Linked DNA regions of Oryzias latipes: region 2 is linked to region 1. The links are chromatin contacts, called in public Hi-C maps. All regions are on one chromosome and are shown on one strand. Each heading gives the region's core, a stretch centred on a gene start, on an enhancer-like site or on the middle of the called end of the contact. The rest is flanking DNA. Distances are from core to core; before and after follow the strand shown. Region 1 has its middle 53 kb from the start of mafb. Region 2 holds the start of mafb (transcription factor MafB).

What was found. A called contact is a pair of places that touch in the nucleus more often than the background predicts.
Region 2: a Hi-C map of fibroblasts shows a contact between it and region 1, with 2.8 times the contacts expected there. The contact joins the promoter of mafb here to the enhancer-like site in region 1.

What each region holds. Positions count from the first base shown.
Region 1 is chr7:15,028,335-15,034,018 of ASM223467v1, reverse strand. No RefSeq gene overlaps it. Among protein-coding and RNA genes, the nearest start is that of mafb, 53 kb to the left of the region's middle. Within about 2 kb of position 4,253, at least 6 of the 8 cell types and tissues checked have an H3K27ac peak or open chromatin away from gene starts, as enhancers often do.
Region 2 is chr7:15,082,728-15,088,437 of ASM223467v1, reverse strand. It overlaps mafb (transcription factor MafB), which reads left to right and starts at 3,978. Exons shown (of 1, transcript XM_004070499.4): 1 at 3,978-5,710. The coding sequence starts at 4,427. The coding sequence ends at 5,647.

The DNA.
Region 1 (5,684 bases), core at 3,004-5,503:
TCGGATAAATAAGATTCAAACCACTGGAGGGCAGATCCTCTAATCCCTATGTTATGCTCTAATCTTTGGAGTAGAATACTATGGTTAATGGTGTCAAAAAAAAAAGTTTAAAAAGAAAAGTCCATTGAGACAACCATTGTTATAATATTGGAATATATATAGAATTGAATTGGATTGAATTGAATTGAATTGAATTGAATTGAATTGAATTGAATTGAATTGAATTGAATTGAATTGAATTGAATTGAATTGAATTGAATTGAATTGAGAGAGTGTAGACAAAGGGATGATGGGATGGGAAGGGGTGGGCCTACTCTATGCCAGTGGTCCTGCCCACAACTCAGAGGCGAATTTCTAATCAACTCCTGCCACTCTGCAGAAACTTTCCCTTAGAAAACCACTGGGGAATGCTTTTAAAATAGATCAAAAGATGATCAGAATTGGAATTTACCACCATCTTTTCAAGACTGGCCTCTTGGCTCAGTTTGCCTCAAACAATATTTCTTTGGTGCAGTCTTCATAAATAAACGTGGCATGTGCAGACTTCTACCCAAGCATTGAACACACTCTGAACATTTAATATTTTCATTTTTTTTTTGTTTAGAAACCAGTTGCTTTGGATTTCGGTTTCATTTTCAGACTTTTTTAGTTTTTCTCTTATAGTGTTTTTTAGCAGCTGCAAAATGCAATAACTACAAACAAAAAGTTCATACAGTGGACAAAGTTCAAACAGTAGGTAAAAATTAGCAACATCAAGGTCCCTCTTAAACATGAATTCTAGAGAAGGACTTGTTTTAGCATCCCTGTTTCTTTTCTGACCTCCTTGTGCTGTTTAATTCTAGATAAGCAAGCACTTAAGATGATTTCCTGTTGGTGTTTACTACTGAGTTGCAAGTGCATCAGTTGTTATCACACAAGTTTAACTGGCAGCACGCTGCTCACTTATTTCTGCCATACTGAAAGGAAAATGGTGCTGAATGTGCTTAAGGCTGTTGAAAAGGGTTTCTGACCAAGTATCAAAGTGTGGCAATTTTGAAAATGTAATGACCAGCCACTTCCCAGATTCTGCAGTTCTTGTGTCTGTTCATAAGTGTGTTTAAAAGCAGACACTGCCTCTCTTCTGTGCGAGTGAGCTCCTACTTTTAATCGTTCATCTCCAACATGTATAGCCTTTAATTGTGAATGGAGACAAATGCTGTGCAGAAACATACTGAGGCAATGAAAAGAACCATTTCTCTCTACCTACAGATCAATGGGTTCCCATTCAATTAGAAAGTCTGAAACCATTAGCACCCAGCTAATGACTCCATTCTGGGAAGCTGGGAAGCTTTGGCCTCAGGGCAGAATGGTTGGGAGTAGAGGAGCCAGAAAAAGCATCAAGACTGGGTGGGAGATTTCTTTAACTGCATGCATTATGAGTGCATTACGTTCCTTTAATGTCTTACAGGACAAGTGGTACAATTTGTAGATGCTTCCCTCAAGTCATATTTTAGCAAGTGCTTAAATTGCTTTGGTCTTCAAATGGGATGAGTTCAACTTTTACCCTTTTGAACGATCTGTTTGGGTTTTTGTGTTTAATTGCATTCAAAAATAAAGCATGGTTTGGAGAAGGGGATTACATTTAGGTAGGACGTGGCACTGTAGCTGTAACGATGACAGTTATTGATTATTGTTTTATGGACAAGGTGCTTTTGCATTCCTGGATCCCCACTTTTGCTCTTTCAATCTTAGCTTGTTCCTACAACAACTATTCAGTCACCTCTTTTTGTCAAGAGAATACTTCCAGAAAAAAAAGAAAGAAAAAAAAGAATAAAAGAAGTGAAGAATCACATACATACAGCCAACAAATTGAGTGCACACACAATGGTTTTACAGGTAGGAACCATGTGGCTACAGGCACAGGTAGGACGCTGTGGTCAGAATCCATATCCTGTGTCTTAATGATGTGTGTTGTGGCCCCCAGGGAATGGTAGTTTTAATGGGGAGGCAGTCTGCCACTGGTAAACACGTGCTGGGACTCAGTGAAAACACGGCTGATGTGGAATTAGGTCACTTGTGATAAGCATGAGAGCAGAATTGCCTTGAAATAATGTTGGCTTGTACGTGTGTGTTTTGTGTGTAGTGGAAACCCCCCACCCCACCCAAAACATTTGTTTAGCACCAGATTGTCTGACAACTATGTAAGTCCACTGGACAGAATACTGAAGTTTCACAATGCAAAGCAAAACATTTTTAACTCTCTCTGACTCATTGTTGTCTAAAGGATTTTTCTACCTCAACCGTGCTTTTATTTATTGTATTTATGCAGATATCAGCTTAGACGAGAAAAACAACATGGATCTTTTTGAATGCAAGTAGATGCATCGGAATGAGGTGGAGCAGGGAGCTTGTGGCACCTACTGTAGCACCTACATCACTGCTACAAGTTTTTCAAACTGCATTTTTTTCATCTGCTCCTTTTTTCACAATGATTTGAATAAAGAAATACACAGAAATGCAAGTTTATGCTTAATAATTTTTATAAATGTCCTCCATGAGAAAAATGTCACAAGAACGTTTTAAAAACATGATTTTCATTGCAGTGGGTCTTTAAAAAATCATGTTGGCCCTGTAGAAAGGTTTTGAATCATAATTAGAAAATCAGCGACACTCTTTGAAAACTTTCTGATTCTGGTGATTCTGTACAAAGAATCAAGTCTTTACATGATCGCTTTTCCAGCCCTTAGAAAGACTTGTCCTTAGAAATACTTACCAGGCAAAAGAGGAGAAAAGAGAAATGAAGAGAAACATGCTTCTCTCTTGTATTACTTGTCATTTGATTGCTTTTGTCTGCCAGCTGTCTCACAGGAACAGCTTGGGAAAAGCAATAAGTTCCATTTACATTTGAACATGCTACTATGCTTCCATCCTGGGATGGCCAGTTAGTACTGGAGGAGTTTACTTGGGACAGGGATGGTGGTGGTGGTGGTGGTAGGTGTGGACGGATGCCGTGGACGGAGAGGAGGACGCATGGTTCCCTCCCCAAGAAGTGCTAACTTGGACAGTCAGAGGAATTTTCTGTGGTTTATCCAACAAGAGCTGCTCCATCTGTATAAACTAATGCCTGCCAAAATGTAGGCTTTCACCCTCCCTCTTCACACACACATGCACACGCTCATACGCTCACACATACACACACTATTAACTAAGAATGTTGACTCCCCCGATCCAAAGAGGAGCGGAGAAACCTAACTCTATTCTTACTCGCTAAGAAAAAAAATAGTAAGTCTTCATTTACACACCCTATTTTCATTTGTGCCTAATTTAAGTAAGATGTGTATTCGAACCATCATGACCAATTATAGGGTTCAGAGTCTTGCTCAAGGACACTTTTTTGATACACAAACAAAACTCCAAATTCCTCCTTTTCCACATCTGCCTCACATTCTAAGAAACACAAACGAAAACACCCTGAGCAGAAATGACATCTGCATGCTTACAAGCATGCATGCAACCCATTTTGAAGTACCGATATCAATTGTTTTCTCTGCCGAGTTGCTCTAATGACAGTGGTGTGGAGACAGAGGTTATGTAAGTGTGAGCTGCAATCACACTCATTGCCATTTAGACGTGACTCAGCTGGCCCAAAGCCCATTGAGGTGTGTGTTTGTGTGTAGGTATGTGCGTGTGGGTGTTGTATGGTTGAAGGAAAAGCACACCAGAGGGAAGGATACTGGTTTATGGAAAAATGGACAAAAGGGAAATTGAATTGACAGCCTCTGCAATTTCCTGCATGTGTGTATCTGATGTGATAGTTAAATACTAAAACACTTTATTCAATTACTCTGTACAATATTTTGTTATACCTTCCTTTACACGTGTCCGATAAGAAGACTTAATATCAGTCTGCTCCCATTTGTTTCCTAATATTCCCTTTTGCTTAGTGGTTTGGAGCACTAAATATGTGAGGAGCATTTTCAAGTAAGTCTCATGAGTGTTTTTTTTAAATGCTCACTTTATTTCCCAGTAGGGCTTCTCATTTTCGAGTGATGTCTTTTCACAGAATACGAAAACGATGTGATCATCAGTCTAAACTTTGAGGTGAAGAGGAAAACTCTGCAGCGCCTCCTTTTGTGACTTAGTCTGCATTACTGTGTGTCTCCTTAAAAGTTGCTCATGTCTCTTTAAAACCTTGCTCTTCTTTTGCTAAGGGGGCTGGGTTGTACTCTGAGTCACTGGGCTGTCCCTGGCACAGAAACACTCATGCACATAAATGCAGGGAGCACGTTCACACACACACACACACACAAACACACACTTGAACCTCTCCATGTTTATGAGTGAAGCTGGCCTTGTGCCCAGCTTTAGGGCTGCGGCAGCACTGTGCTGATTAACCCTTCAGGAGCTCACACTGTTCCATTTTAACCCCAAACAGGGCCATCAACTTTCACATCAACACCTGACTGTTCGGGTCAAGCAGAAAACCCAAATATTTTCACGGGAATTCTTTCAACATTTAATAATTTCAAAGCAGAACATAATAGACAGCCACATTTTCAGCAAGATGGTTCTTTAATACTTTCTCCAGCTGGCTGTTTTTCTTTTGGCAAAGTTTCTGTTGCTACTGAAGTATGTAATACCAAAATAAATGGTTGAATCAAACTGACCAGATTTACATAACCAAAACTCATCATTTGCTCATTAGGGTTGTCTGACACAAACAAAAAGAAAATGTAGAATTTTTTATGTATATAGGCCCAACTTCCTCATTACATTGCTTCAGTTCATTAAAGCTTAAATATGTATTTGTGCACAGGCACATACTTAACTTGTTCAAATGAACAGGACAGCTCAGTGCAGTTCTCTTCTAATCATTCTGTAATAAATACAACAATCTATTACAAAGAAAAAACTTACATTCAATTTTAAAGTGTGGAAATGTGATAAGAATTATTAGAATAGAGTTGTTATAGCGATTAACTTAAATAAAGCACAACAGGTTAATCTCATTCAGAGTACATCACATAAGAACTCATGGATGCCCCTGATGATGAGCATGAAAACAAGAGACACACTGGCTCAGATGTTCAAAATCTAGATATGATGTTAAGTTGACCATTGACGCAGCCCATAATAAACAATTTTTTGAAATGCTGCAGCTCAAATAACTATACTGAGTGTGGCTTATGAATATTGAATATACTCTTAACAGTAGCCAAAACAATCATGGACCCAAAGTCAAGGTGACAACTATACACATAGGTGGTTAGAAATGAAAATGTCAAAATCCTGTGAGAATTTCAAACATAAAATAACAATGTGACGATAGCTTATCAGTCAGGGTGGTAATGGACAAACAGTTGAGGAGGGTTGAAAAGCTAAAGAAATATCAAAGACTCTGAGATGAGCTGGGAAGCATTGGCTAAGTGATATCATGAGTAGTCCCTGTGGTAATTGGGTCACTTGGGGCTGTAACTGCCAAACTGAAAGAGTGCTTCCAGCTAATCCCAGGAACATCTGTTGTCTTTGTTCAGAAAAAGTGCAGTACTGGGAAGAGAACCCACAACCCCCTAGGACTCTGGACGAGTCTTGTGTGTGTGTGGGGGGGGAGACTAAGTAGAATCATGGGGCAAGTGTAAGGTTATTTTGTTGTTTTGAGATTGTTTGGTTCTTACTTTGAACTTTAAAAAATCTGACATTAGATT
Region 2 (5,710 bases), core at 2,729-5,228, 55 kb before region 1:
ACAACTACAAATATGTTTTCCACACTGGTTTTGTTATAGTAGCCAATGGTTTGCTTAGAAAACAGATGTAAATTGTGGTTAGGACCCCAGAATGTGCTCTTTAATTATGTTATTCCTGCTCTCTGATATTCCGTTCTTGTGGTACCGCCTACATTCTGTGGTCCCACAGCCCCAGTTTATAATAAAACCTAATATCATACACAACCCTCAGCAAAGAGCTAACTGGAAGGAGGCCAAACTATTGTACATAGCATTGCAATTTACATTAATGAAATGACCACAGAAAAAGGCAGATTTATTGTCCTTTTTTCTTCTAGATTCAGCCAGTACAGTGCACACTGACATTTATTTGTTGTTATATTTACAACATGTCAATCAGGGACATCTAATCTCAGAAAAGGCCTACAATTATGCCTTGGCCTGCTCTCCGACTTTTTTATATCCCATCTGTGTCTCTTCCATCTCAAAAAAGAGAGGAAAAGAAGCACAAAAAAAGAGAGATAAATAACTGCAGTTTGGAAGATGTCTAAAAGACGCACATCCCAACTTTTAGCAATGACTGAATGCGCCACCAGAGGCGCCCTGTCACAAGAAATAAGCCCCACTTACCTCCGCAAACACATAGATCCTTTTACAAGGTGAACAGTTGGCTAGAATCCATGTGAGGAGGCCTGTGGAGACTCACAGACAAAATGTATGATGGGATTTTCGATAAGATTCCCAGAATTTGCAGTTTCTTCTTGCCTTTTGTTTTACAGGAAAGACCCTAGAGTCAATCATCCCTGATGGAGATCCTTCTCCGGCGGCGACTGCTCAATTCTATCTGTTTACATAAACAACGTGTCTTAATAATACATGTTTCCACAGACACAATCGATCCGTCTGGAGTAAACAAGGAAGCCAGCAAGTCTCACGTTGTAAGAGGCGGATGTTAGACTCCAGACGCAACAGGACCACTGAATGCTTAATCAACCCGACACTGATGTCAACATTTCCACAAGTTAAAACAGAGATATTTGCAGGCTTGTGTTTGAATTTTCCAATTCGTGATTAAATACAATAACATTGTAGTAATATAGTTCTAATAAATTATTAATCATGAATAATATCATTAATTATGCAAATCAACGTGCATTATTTTTTGGAATTCGACTGACTTCAGCTCTTTGGTTAAATAATGTCTGAAAATATTGACTTACAATAAAAGAAATTTACATGAAAAAAAAACGTTAAGTAAAACTGCGTTTGTAATTCAAAGCACTGTCATAATGTAAAATAGTTACAGTGTTGACAGCCTGGAGCGCTCATCTGCGCTGCGCCTCTTTTCTACCTGCGCGTCAAACAAAAGCGCTTTCTGAAAGGAGCGTCTGTCCATTCCCTCCTTTTCGCTTCTGTTACAGGCCTTCCAGAGCGGCTTCCCTCCGTATTCCTCTGCAGCATCTCAGTGTTCCAACGACCGCACAAGAGGGTAAATAAAAGCGTACTCCAGATAGGAAAGACGTTGGGTTGTTTCTTTAAAAAAAAAAAGAAAGAAAACAGAAAAAAGTATTCCTTATGGTCAGTATTTCCTGAAAGGAGCGCAATTTCATATCCTGGAAAAAAATAAATAAACACGCACGAAGGTTCACATGCATGGATAGGTCCCGAACAGAAGAGAGATCCATGAATGTGAGCGAAATCATGCGGGTCAGAGGGACCCCGGGCCTCTGGTGTGACGGCAGCGGCCCGCAGGTGCGCGATGTGAGCTGTGGGATGCTCTGCAGCTTCTCTGGCTCCACGCGTCAACTGTTAAAAGTACTATTTTAAAGGTGATTTTATTTCTGTTATTCATTCCTAAAATCCGAAGGATGGGACTCTCATTAGGGGCGAATAAGCAAGCATCAACACTTTTTTTCGCTGTCCATAAGCACAGGGATCACTTAATAGATCATTAACCACCGATATGCTGCTGACATGCACGCTTTTTTACATCTCGTCTCTCCATTACAGCTCGTGATTACCGAGGGAGGACAGCCGCCGGCAGGCCTGCCAGGATCTATTAGACGGTGGACTCAGGTTATATTAGAGAGCATTACGACCTAATGGGGCTGCTGCTATAGGTCGGCCTCTCGGGGAGAGGGGTTTAGGTCGGCTCGGCACGACATGACTTACTCACATCACTTCTGAAGTTAGGGAGGGAAACTCAGCTCACCTACAGATGAAAGAGTTAAGGACAAAGTTTTTGCCAGAACGTTTTTATTTGCGAGAAAAACAGATGCTTGTTAATTAGATAAAAAGACGGCGTGTGGTCCAGATAAAATAAATTAATTAATTTTAAAAAAGAAAACAGGCATTGATTGGCAGTTAGCAAAAGGTACATTGGTGTTATTATTTTAAAATGAAATTCAAGTTAAAATCACTAAATCACTCCAGTGTCTAAGACAGCGCGTATTATAATTAGGAGACCAAAAAAACGGAATATAATAAAGTTGAGATGTCATTGGAGGATGACTAATTGGTTACTAATTCTTTGAAATACAAAATATGTTCAATACATGTTCTTATCAATGTGTTTTGTTTTTTTTTATTAAGAAGGACAAAAAGCTTTAAAGGATAAAAAATCAAAATAAAAAATGTCGGGGCATCGTGCCTGACAGTGGATTCTTTCTTGTTGCTACAGAGCCACAAACTAAACAAATATCTAATTACTGCTCTGTGCGGCTCGTTCTTCATCGTACCAGCCGTGCGCTCCGACCGACTCCAAGTCATGCGTCGCACGCGCTCACAGACGCCTTTCTGTTCTCTTCTTTACTCAACGACCAGAGGTTTGCTCAAAATAAGACTTTCTCCGCTTCTGTTTGTAGTCCAAAGTAGTTCTGAACGCTAAAGACAAAATATGATTAATCCCACTGATCAGTCTGGGCACTTCTGACCCTTCCTGGGCCAAACAAGAAATTAAACATGACATGGATGAGACGAAGCAGCTTCACAGTTTTCGGCTACAATCAATTGTGTTATCTGGCACAACGACGTGATGTGATATTTTAAACAAGCAATTAGCGCCGAGATGAAAATCTGTGCGCATGATGAAAAGAAGTGTTCAACACCGCAGCTTCTCCCGTGCGTCGCGGGTGCGTGTGTTGCCCACGCAGGGGCAGCCTTGAGCCTGTTTCTTGATGGAGCAAGGCTCAAAAAGCTTTGATGCAACTCGGCGTTGGAGAAATGCTCCAAAAGAAATCTGAAAGTAGCAGAGTCCTGAAAAGTCATTTTTTCTTTCATAACGGCAGACATGTTTCCGCAGCGCTGTTCATGCTCCTCCAGAAAGAAAGAGTGTCTTCAATATTACTTTCAAAACCTCAGAAAACTTTGATTTAAGCCCCAACATGAGGATAAACGTTGATAATACTCATTTGTAGAAGATCAGGGTTTTTATTATCCCCAAAGTGAGTCACAGATCGTGTCGTTTAGTTTGATAGAAAAACACAAATTCAGTGAAAGATGGATGTAAATGCTTGATTTAAGAGATGTATACATTTTAAATGAATTCAAAAAGTCATTAAAAACACCTTAAAAGTTTTAAAGAGGTACAAAGTTACAAATTCTTTAGACCTCCTGAACATTGAGGTAAATGTAATGGACTTTTTATATATAATTCAGTGCTTTTCTCGGGCATTTGGCTGAACCTGCAGCATCGACGCTCCTAACTGGTACACATCAATCTCACTAAGATCAGAAAGTGTCAGGAGTGAAGAGAAGAAGCTGCGCGCTTCGTCTGTAAAGTGAAGGCATTTTTCTCATCCGCCTCTCCCACCTTCTGCTTTTAGAGATCTTGGTCAGCTGACCGTCTGAAGCTGTCAAAGCGGACTTGTGCGCCCTCCTCTCCTGTTTCTCCTCCTCCTCTGCTTAAGCAGAGTCCTGCTCCCATTGGAGCGCCGAGCGCCACCGATACAGCCTTTCGGCGCGACGTCACTGTGCGCATTAAGCATAAAGAGCAGACTGGCTCCGAGCGCAGTCTGCTGGATACCAGAGAGAGGAGAGAGCTGGGAGAGGCGAGCCTTTAAATCTCTGCAGTGCAGAGCTGGAAAAGCTGCTTCTCAGAGAAAATCAGACGCCATATGTAACCCTGCTTGTTTTCTCTTCTTATTTTTCCTGGAGAAAAAAAGAGACTATACGGTAAAGGAAGTTGTTGCGTGGACTGGTGCCCCGTCTTTTCGTCTACCATTATTTGTGTTTTTTTTTTTTTTTTTTTTGCTTTTGACTTCACTTTTGCTGAAAGGACTGCGGTTTTACTTTTTGCACTGAAGCGCGCTACTTTCTACCTCCAGCCCGGGCAGAAGTGGGCTCCATGACGCAGATCGTGCGCAGAGCGTCAGTCTGAAAGTTTTCCTCTGCAACTTTTTTTCCCCTCCCGTTCACTTTTTTCCCTCAACCAATTTCACCGTGTTTCATGCTACAACAAGTCAGCGCAGAGCGGTGGAGGAGCCAAAAGAACTATTGCATGAAACCAGAAAGAAAAGAAGAGACGCTGATTAATAAGTCAGTTTTTGTGACGCTCGCAAATTATCTGCAAAAGGGTCGCGACAACAACATGAGTGCAGAGCTGAGCATGGGCTCGGAGCTACCCAGCAGCCCTCTGGCTCTGGAATATGTCAATGATTTCGACTTGATGAAGTTCGACGTGAAGAAGGAAGGCCTGGCCGGGTTGGATCGCAACGGGGTGCGTCAGTGTAACCGTCTGCAGCCCCAAGGCTCCGTGTCCTCTACTCCCATCAGCACGCCCTGCAGCTCAGTACCATCCTCGCCCAGCTTCAGTCCTACAGAGCAGAAGCACCACTTAGAGGAACTGTACTGGATGCCCAACAGCGGGTACCACCAGCAGATAGACCCACAGACGCTGAACCTGACCCCCGAGGACGCAGTGGAGGCCCTGATTGGTGCCACGGCCCACGGACACCCTCCACCCCCACACGTCCAACAGCAGCTGCAGCAGCAGGGGGCTTTTGAGGGCTACAGGGGCCCGCACCACCACCACCACAGCCATCACCCCCACAGCCAGCAGCATCACCATCCGTATGCCGGGAGCATGCAGCACCACACCGAGGAACTGAGCGGGCACCCAGGTGGACACAACCACCCCCACGGGCAACACCATCACCACCATAGCCAAGACCCCGAAAGTCCCTCCCCGGTTTCCCCAGAGGCCCATCAGACGCTCCATCATCACCGTCACCACCATCACCACCATCCGCACGGCCACCTAAGCCAGTCCGCGGCGCACCACTCCTCCGGGAGCGGACTCAGCGTAGAGGACCGCTTCTCCGACGAGCAGCTGGTGTCCATGTCTGTGAGAGAGCTTAACAGACACCTACGGGGCTTCACCAAGGACGAGGTCATCCGCCTGAAGCAGAAGAGGAGGACCCTCAAGAACCGGGGCTATGCCCAGTCCTGCAGGTTCAAGCGCGTGCAGCAGAAGCACGTGCTGGAGAACGAGAAGACGCAGCTGATGAACCAGGTGGAGCAGCTGAAGGCGGAGATCAGCCGGCTGGCTAGGGAGAGGGACGCCTACAAGCTTAAGTGCGAGAAACTGACGGGGTCAGGGGCCACCAACGGGTTCCGCGAGGCTGGTTCCACCAGTGATAACCCGTCATCACCCGAGTTCTTCATGTGAGTTGTTGCTCTCTTGTAAAAGCCATCACAACAAACTCTCCCCCTCCACCCCACCATTCTCCTC